2 separate regions of the Sander lucioperca genome follow, and region 1 is linked to region 2. The links are chromatin contacts, called in public Hi-C maps. All regions are on one chromosome and are shown on one strand. The core of a region is the stretch at or near the end of the contact, and the rest is flanking DNA. Distances in the headings are between cores, read along the strand shown. Region 1 holds the start of ccnb1 (G2/mitotic-specific cyclin-B1). Region 2 holds the start of LOC116034786 (atrial natriuretic peptide receptor 2).

Region 1 (4,825 bases), core at 836-3,335, 140 kb after region 2:
AGCGTCCGGAGAATAGTCATCTCCATGTCCCTGATCTGGGCAGTGGTGTAGGCCCTGTCCGTCACATAGGCGAAGTCCGAGATCTCTGGGGGATACATCTCCTCGTATTTGGAAGCAAGGAACATGGCAGTCACGCCGACCAGCTGCAGCTGCTTCTTGGGGACTGGGTGGTCCTGTTGGGTGCAATCACAGGCACATTTTAGAAACTGGGGTGGCATGTAGAATGTCAGTAGAAGGCCAGGATGTTTTTTTTAAGCTATAAAATAACTGTTTCATGCAGAAGAGGTAACTGATACAGTCACTCACCTGAAGAAAGCGGTCAATGACTCCCACAGTCATGTACATCGTCTCCTGCAGGAGACGGAACTTTAGGCTTACTTGCACAAGCCAGTCAATGAGAATGGCCCGCATGTTACCAGTCACCTCCCGACCCTGCAGATAAGCAGGCCTGACGTTCTGCTCAACCTGAGGAGACCAGAAACTGGTTAAACCCAAAAGTGCATGTGGGGCAGAGGGATACCAGATAGATTTAGCATTTAGAATTGTTTCACATGCCTCAAGCTGTCTGAGGTACTTGTAGATGTCCTTCACGTAGTCACTGCAGAGCATGGGGTTGTCATAGTCATCAGCATCCACATCCCTGACAGCGGTGTCGAGAATGACATCAGAAAAAGCCTGACAGAGGTCAGCAGGAGCACAGCCAGAAGTCTCCATTGGAGTGGGGGATGCTGGTTCAGGGAGAACCTGGAACACCCAACATTTGAGTTCAAACCAATGCACCACACCCAGCAGACATTTATCTGGATGGCCAGATAGCTGTTGCATACAACTCACCTCGGGCTCAGGTTTAACAGGAACAACCTTTTCTTGTGGTACAACTGCTTTGATGACTTTGGTGGTCTTTTTAGTGGGCTCAATCTTTTTAGTAGGCTCCGTCTTGACATTCTGAAATGGAGTTCAAAATTTCTCAACAGTAAACCTCGGGATTCCACTAAAATGTGGATACTTCTAATCATCCGGTCTTTGAATGAGCCCCCCCCCCCAAAAAAAACTACAATGATCTGGGGCACTTTGAAATTTAAAGAGCATTTTTCCAAAAAAATATAAATGCACCCCTACAGTAGCTACTTAATCAAATATAAGTGCTTGCATTTAAGGCAACGTTACTCGCACTGGACTGGTGCATTTCCAAATGGTTAACATCCTTTTGCTCTAACGTTACTACATTTAGCGTTAGGCCTTATATGGGCACAGCTGTTACTCATTTTGTATACAACTTCAACGTTAAGGTTTTACTTACATGCAGACACGAAAATCCCAAAAAAGATACAATGTCCCAACTCAAGTGTATGAAGTTAAGCCCACAAAGCATTAGTTAGCTTTTTTTTGCATGGCTAACAGTGCGTTTGCATTGTAGTACTATGAATTGACCTTTAGATATTATATAACGTTACTTCATTTTCCATCAGGAGGTAAATTACGCTCACGAGATTTCATAATTATGTCACATTCTTACCTTTTTCTGTAACGTGACTTCTTTGTTAACTGCGAGATTTCCGATTTCGCCCAGCGCCGCTCGAGGCTTGGTGGGACCAGCGACCGAGCAGGCCTTACCAGCGAGGTCAGTCCTGGTGGAAGCCAAGCGGTTCTGCAGTAAAGAAAATTAAAACACATTCAGCGTTAAATTACACTGCATGTTATTAACAATAATGGGTTGCTCAGTTTTTAACGTTAGTGGAACTCCTATTATGGAACGGTTGCACGAGCAGCCCCCACAGCAACGCACGAGGGCATTTAACATCATAGTGATTTTAAATTACAAACATTAAATAAAGACGCATTTCCAGTCATAGGCAACAAAAGCAGACATAAAAGACAATAAAGTACGTACTCTGGTTACTCGTAGAGCCATTTCGAAATATGCGTTGCTTCAACACTAACCACGGACAATCGTAATGGAGAATGATGCAGAGTAGTTTTTAGGGTTCGGCGTCCTGGTTTAAATCCTCGCTCGCTACAAGCTGATTCGCTGGGTCCGGAATTCTCCGAGCATCTGATTGGTTGAGCGCATCTGTTTCAAATGCGTCCCCCGGACAACAAGTGGTCACGTGATTTAGATTTTTTTTTGTTTCCTTCCTTTTCCTGTTACGTCTTGCTTATTATTTTTCATACTTTCTTGATTTGACGTACTTTTTAAATTGCTCTTTCCACACACGAACAAATTAACGATACACGTTTACATGCTCAAAACAAAACAAAGAACTGTGCTGACTTACTATATATAAAAAAAAGAAAAAAAAGAAAGTGGACGCAGTTAGATGAAAAGCTAGTTTACACAATTGTTGGCTTCAACAGTTATTACTCGGAACCATAGACTGTGGTCGGACCAAGGCTTTACTTTTTCGATTAATTACCCCTCCCCTCGAACACCAAACGAAAACCATAGGCTGTGTTCAATAGGCACTTATACAGGCTATGGCACAAACACTTTAGACATCAATGCCCTGTGCATTTCTATTTTCCTATGTGTTTCTGACTGAAATGTATCCTACCAAGGCACCCAAAATGTTCCCAAAACAGAGCTATTCTGCTGCAAAATATATCTTTACATTATGCACTTTGCAGCTATATATTTGTGTTCAGGGGCTCAATGTGGAACCCCTTACCCACATAACTCAAAATGCTAAAACTATGGCCTCTTTATCAAATCAATGCCTGTGCTTTGATAGTTTTATGTATTTTCTTTGAGTTTTGTGTATTTCTATAAATGCTATTTTTTTGCTATGTGGCATTAGTCCATGCGAAATACTTCATTATTATTTTATTTACGTTAAAGAAAAAGAAAAATTGTAATTGTCATGTCCTACAAATTATTAGCACACCAGACTTAGTATCAACAGACAGGCCAGTCAGTATTAAAGGATCCGGAATTAAAAATCAAACCAAAAAAAAAAATTATGATCAGGACATCCCTGCTTTTGAAATACTCACAGAAGCTTTTGCTTTTGGGCCCCCTGACCCCTTGTAAAGCTACAAAGATTCATTGATTAATCAATTAGTTGTTAATTATTAGATTAACTGCCAACTAATATTATCGATTAATCGGTTTGAGTTTTTTTTTTTTTTATGAAAAAAATAAGAATTGTCTGACTCTAGCTTCTTAAATGTGAATATTTTCTAGTTTCTTCACTCCTCTACTACTACAGTAAACTGAATATCTGAGTTGTGGACAATTTGAGGACATCATTTTTGGTTTTGGGATACACTGATCGACATTTTTCACAATTTTCTGACATTTTATAGAACAGACAATAATCGATTAATAAAGAAAATAATCATCAGATTAATTGACTATGAAAATTTACATTGCAGCCCTAACCTCTTGGGCCCCTGAACCTGCCCTGTGCCTAGGCTTGTTCAGTAATCCATCCATGTATCATGGTCCCATACTCCTAGGACTGTTCATTTCACTAACCAGTCCATGGAAGGATACAGTTGACAAGACACAGGTGACAGAACAAAGTACAGTGCTGGAATAGTGGACTAAGAATCAGTTCAAAAGTGAACGTACAAAAGTCTATGGGGAAAGCTGGAGCTTACGAGGAGCATATGAAGGCAACACAAACGTGTTTTCTTGGATCTACAGACTGTGTAGACAAGACCCTTCCTGATTACATGAACATTGATTTCTAACTAAGTAACATCGAGGTCGAAGCTAGGGTTGGTTTATTTGGTGGAAGAGAAGAAGCAGGTTTACGGTCTTGTTTACTGCCTGAAAATCTTTTGTGGCCCCTAACTTCCAATCAGAGGATCACAGTTTCCGTGACGTCCACCGGAAAAGAGAGGACGCAAACGCAGCACGTAAAACAAAATAGATGCCACCACAAATCAGCGACAGAGGACGTCAAGTCGTCTGCGAAAGTAGCCACCAGTGCTCCTCGTCGGAGTGGAGTTATATTTGTAAAAGACTGGAAACACAAACAACGACTCACCTAGACGGCCCTAGTTAGTTAGCTCCAAGATCAACTGAGTTAACGTTATTCTGTCAATCCAAAAAAGTTTCAAGAAAAACCGACGTTTCTCAGACTAAAGGTAAGTTAACTGGTGAAACCATGGCCAGCTAGCATACGGGGTTGTTTAGGGAAGTTTCTGAAGTGAACAGTGACACACTTACATAAACAATATTAAAGTCACATTTTAAGCTGTAACGTTAAGTGATTAACGAAAGCCTTGACGTTAACGAAAGTTGAGTAGGCTAGCGAGGATTTAATACGTTTGGTTAACACGTGTCGCTGAAAACTTTTCTCAAACTGCGAGGTTGTAAATGAGATACAGCGTTTAGCATTTTATAGCAACTAACGTTAGCTTCTAACGTTAACCATTAACATAATAACAGCATTATCATCGAGGTTTCTTGTTTGTATTTTACGACACCGACCTGTCCACGAACTAAAAATAAAGACGACCTGTATTTAGCTTGGTCGGCAGCACCACATATATAAAGTTATCTGTGCTGTATCTTGTTGGCTAACGTGACATCAAGGTTTGACGATTATTTGATTTCCCTGCTTAACAGTTTAGACATACGCACGTATTTTCTATGGTAATACTCGTAAAGGGACATTGTTGTAAGTTATTGTAAAGATGTCTGTGGTGGGAACATAAACAAAGAACCTACAAAGCAAAGGCAACAACCGTGCTAACAGTTTTCAGATTTAGCTAACATCTAGCATGCTAACATTAGCAAGATCACGAGAATCTGCTCACACGGTTGTTGTGGCTAACCACGTTAGCATACGAGCAATTAAACTAAACCCTATAGAAA
Region 2 (4,867 bases), core at 12-2,511:
TAGCTGTTAGCTGTAAATTAAGCTAGATCATGGCGACAATAGTCTGGGTTAGTTCAACTAGCTAAGACTTTTTTTCTTTAAATTTTCTTAAAATCTTGGAAAAGAGACTGACCGAGGGGTGCCTCTAAACCCATACACACACAAATATTATATTAAAAGTAATTTAAATGTTGAATATAAATGCTAATGTTTTAGCCGTTAGCTGTAAATTAAGCTAGTTTATGGCGACAGTAGTCTGGGTTAGTTCAACTAAGACTTGGGTTGGTTGTTTTTTTCTTTAAATTTCGGTCTTGGAAAAGTGACTGACCGAGGGATGCCTCTAAACCCATACACACACAAATATGTTAAAAGTAATTTAAATGTTGAATACAAGTTTCAATATAAAGTTTTTGTTATTATCCTAATTTCATGATGTTACATTTCACCACAGGGCATGGTACAACTAACCTGGACTATGGGGTGAATTGTAACAGTTCATTCCTTGTGTTTGAGAGTAAACCATGCATTTTCTGTTTGGGTTGCTGAGATATCAGCTACACTATTTAACAGCAGACACATGTTAGTTTGTATTCCATTTTGAACGCGCTGGCTTTAAAGAGCTCCAAGATACAGACAGAAATGCCAAAAAAACTATCCCGGTCTCCCCTACGTCGCCATCAACAGACAGACACCAAATTATAACATAGCAGCTGATACACCTACAATCTGTATCATATCCAACCTGGTCACACTTGCTAAAAACACATTAAATCTTAAAAGGTGCGCAGGTGCGTGGGCCCCTAAAATAATCCACAATTGCTCAGCAGTAATGGACAGGCTCATACTGTACTCTGTGAAATGAAAGACAGGGGGCGACTCAAGCCCGTTTCAAGAGCTGTGTTCATACACTGTAAAAAAAAAAAAAAAAAAAAAAAAAGTAATAATAGGCCGATTGAATATTTTAACGTGTAATTTAGTCTGTCGCGGTTTGATTTAAACTCACTTTTTTCATGAACAACTTGGCTCCATGTCCACACGTGCTCCTCTTATTTCCAAAGGAGATTTCATGGGCGAGTTTGTTTTTAGAAACAGATATGTCAGTCAGGATCTGCCTTATTATGCAAGGAGTGATACACCAGCTCTCTCATTTGATAATAACATAAACATAGATATACACCAATCATCTCAATTCACTTTAAAGACATTAGGTAACATATTTACCTGAGGAATCCTCATTGTAAACCCAATGGCCAGCTGATTAATGGATGTGGACTTTTCTTGCAGTGTGTGACGTGTGGGTGCCGAGCACAAATCTGCTCTGGTTTAAGTTGCAGTCATCTGGATGAGAGACCATCAGTGTGAAAAGCACGCTGCGCTGGAGAAGTAGCTTTGGGAAGTACACGGACTTCATTTATCGTGGATTTACGCAGCGGAGACGCATGGCACCGCCGGGCTGGCATAACGGGATGATACCTTTACCGACTTTGTTTGACGTCTGAGAAAGAGAGAAGAAGACCGCGGGTGGGGGAGACGGATACTTATGGTATGGTGTCACGGTGCCACAGCTGGCCGTGTCTCCTCTCCAAACGGTGCGCTCTCCGTGGCCCTACTTTCCTCTCTGGGACTTCCGAGCGGCTGGGACGCGACATGGGATGCAGAGGCGCGCTGGGATACTTTCTGCTCGCCGCGCTGTCCTGCTGCCTGCTCCCCGGCTGCACAGGTAACATCACCGTGGCGGTGATGCTCCCGGACAACCACCAAAAGTACCCATGGGCTCTGCCGCGCGTCCTCCCGGCCATCCTCATGGCGCACGAGGACCTCCACAGCAAACACGGGCTGCTGCTCGGCCGCTACATCAACATCCTCAACTACAGCACCGAGGACCCGATCGCTGGCTCGTGCGCGGAGAGCCGGGCGCAGGTCGTGGCCGTGGACGCCAAGCTTTACCTACGCCCGGACGCTTTCTTCGGACCCGGGTGCGTGTACCCGCTCGCATCCGTGGGGCGTTTCGCGTCCCACTGGAAACTCCCGCTGATCACCGCCGGAGGACCCGCGTACGGCTTCGACAAGCGGGATGAGTACCGGACCATCGTGCGCAGCGGGCCCACCACCACCAAGCTGGGGGACTTCGTCAACGTGCTGCACACGCACTTCAACTGGACGTCCCGGGCCATGGTGATCTACCACGACCTGCGGCAGGACGACCGGCCGCACTACTTTCTGTCGGAGGGCATCTATCTGAACCTGAAGGACTCGATGAACATCACGGTGGAGGCCCAGCCCTACGAGGACGACTACAAGTACTACAAGGATCTGATTAGTTTCATGAAGGAGCGCGGGAGAAGTAAGTTAATGCTGAAAGGGAGGGGGAAAAGTGTGATTTACATTGTGATTTCAAGTTTTTAAATCCGGGGAATAAACGCATTGCCTGCCATTTTACAAACACATGTGGTGTTCAAACTACAAAACATGCCTAGATATCACCTCCAAAAACCCAGATGAAACAAACAACTCATCTTATAGTTTTCCCCCGGTTGTAAATATCTCGAAAGAGAGCAGATCGCCAGCTGGTTACTGTAAAGATGTCAGCGGATGGAAAAGAAAATTCCTCTGCAGGCAGATATACTGTATATCTCTTCTATGAGGAAAAAGAAAGATTTTAAATGACCTGAGTCGACCTGTGCATTGAGCTCCGAGCGAGGAAAACAATGTTTAATTTAGAGCATAGATTTGAGGTGTTTTAAGAAAGGCTGCAATGGGAGATTCCGCTCCTATTCAGAGAGGTCACAGTGCAGTTTCTCCCAGCAGATACAAACAGAGGTGGACTGGAATAGGTGCAGGGGAAAGCCTGTTTATTCCGGAGTTGTTACAGAGGAATGTTTAGGCTGTAGGCAGTCTGCTGGTTTATTGCCTGCATAGGACCACCACCTGCGCTCTTTAAAGCGAGAGAGAAAGAGAGAGAGAGACACACACACAGAGGCTGTGATCTAATGGGTGCCCTCTCAGCCTAAACATGCATGTGTGCTTCACTTTACCCATGCGTTTGCTGCCGGTGTTCTCTTGTTATGAAAATCCAAAAGGAGTTTATTTAGTACAACCTCGCGCTGGGAAGCCAAACTTTATTCAAATCCACAGTTTTACTTTTTAATTTCTAGTGGAGATGGCCAAGTTTCCAAAGATCCCAAGCATGTCAGGATACATTGGGGGAAAATGTGTGTAAAATGAAGCCATCTAGAATATTAATATTTGATGGAATGATGCAGCCATAGAAACATGGAGTCTTGGGTTTGACTATTTCACTCAGTGGAAACAACATATAGCTTTGACGAGGAGCTGGAACAAGATGAGACAGATTATATATGATGGTGTCTGTCAGCACTGTGGAATAACGTGATTTCCCAATACTTAAGGGGGATTGAAAGGAGGGGAACTATATGGTTGATAGAACTCATTTTGAAATATTTGATCGCGTTGCAAAACAGTACTTTTGTTTTTAACAAATGAACATCAGAGCTGTTTTGTCGATGAGGCGTAAATCACACAGCAGAGTGGCTGTTAAATCACTCGTCACTGTTCTCGCCTTTAGTTTAATTAACTGGAAACGTTGGGAGGCTGACTTCATCATTGCTGCTTTTGTGAAAAGTTAATTGTGTGACTGAGTGTCTGGATTATGGCTTGTGCGTGCACGCAGCTGCACATGTGTTTGTGTATGAGGAGAGATAGAGCTCAACTAAGAATACCCGATCTGATGAATCCACCAAGTGTATCGTTTGTAAAAACCGAGGCAAATCGTGCACAATCACATATGAATGTACCTCTTCCTAGTTGTAAGCAATGGCTTTATAGATCAGACACAAGCCATTAACAGGAACAACTTTTGGGTTTCCAAGTTGTGAAAAAGTCCTTTGACTTATCTTTTTCTTTCAGTAGTATTGCAGTTGTAAATGTTAAAAATTCATCCAAGCAGTAGTTTTACCATTTTGCAAGAATACATTTGTTAGATGAGAAGATTGACATCAGTCTCATGTCTGTGTGTTAAAGGGATAGTTGTGATTCTTTTGAAGTGGGGTTGTATGAGGTACATATCCAGAGTCAGTGTGTTACTTACAGTAGATGGCGGTCAGCACGCTCCCAATTTGGAGAAGCAGACACAGAAGCTAAGCAATGTACAGCTGTGGGCGGGGCCGCCAGCAAATGGGCTAAATGTATTTTAGCCACCTAAAAAAAAAAGGACGACTTAAAAAAAATCAATATCACTTTAAGTGTACGCTATATTTAGATTATTTTCACCGCTTTATCTTGCCCTTAGACAGCCCTTTCTGATGGGGAACTGAAGCCGTTATCTATGCTCTCTTCAAAGCCACCAGACTCCTTTGACATTTTTCTTTTTTTTTTTAATTTTTCCTCGCATAACACAGGAATTGTTGGTCTACCTCTGCCTTGATCACTTAGTTAGTTTATTATTGTGTGACTCTTGTGGTTTAAAGGGTAAGTTCGGATTCACCAGTAGTCAACGATAACAACAAACTAACCGATCGATGCAGCGGTAGACCAACAACTCCTGTGTTTTGCGAGGTAAAATTACTATTTCTGTCAAAGGAGTCTGGTGGCTTTGAAGAGTGCATAGATAACGGCTTTGACCCCTGTAAAAAGGGCTGTCTATGGGCAAAGTAAAGTGGTGAAAATATTCTAAATATAGCGTACAACATCGTTGTGGGCCTTTTTTTAGGTGGCTAAAATACATTTTGCTGCACCAAAGTCACACAATTCCATGCTTCTCGTGCCGGCTTCTCCAAACTGGGGGCGAGCTGACCGCCATCTACTGTAGGTAGTACACTGACTATGGATAAGTACTTCATACAACCCCACTTCAAAAAATCCAAACTAT

Evidence for each region. A called contact is a pair of places that touch in the nucleus more often than the background predicts.
Region 1: a contact with region 2 is called in a Hi-C map of liver, with 6 times the contacts expected there. The contact joins the promoter of ccnb1 here to the promoter of LOC116034786 in region 2. A contact is called at or near these places in 2 of 2 Hi-C or Micro-C datasets (liver and muscle).

The regions. Positions count from the first base shown.
Region 1 is chr14:26,300,698-26,305,522 of SLUC_FBN_1.2, forward strand. ccnb1 (G2/mitotic-specific cyclin-B1) reads right to left here and starts at 2,086. Exons shown (of 9, transcript XM_031277530.2): 1 at 1,892-2,086; 2 at 1,517-1,648; 3 at 835-945; 4 at 556-744; 5 at 307-465; 6 at 1-173. The coding sequence starts at 1,912. LOC116034790 (AN1-type zinc finger protein 5-like) reads left to right here and starts at 3,800. Exons shown (of 6, transcript XM_031277532.2): 1 at 3,800-4,092.
Region 2 is chr14:26,161,933-26,166,799 of SLUC_FBN_1.2, forward strand. LOC116034786 (atrial natriuretic peptide receptor 2) reads left to right here and starts at 1,262. Exons shown (of 22, transcript XM_031277528.2): 1 at 1,262-2,323. The coding sequence starts at 1,525.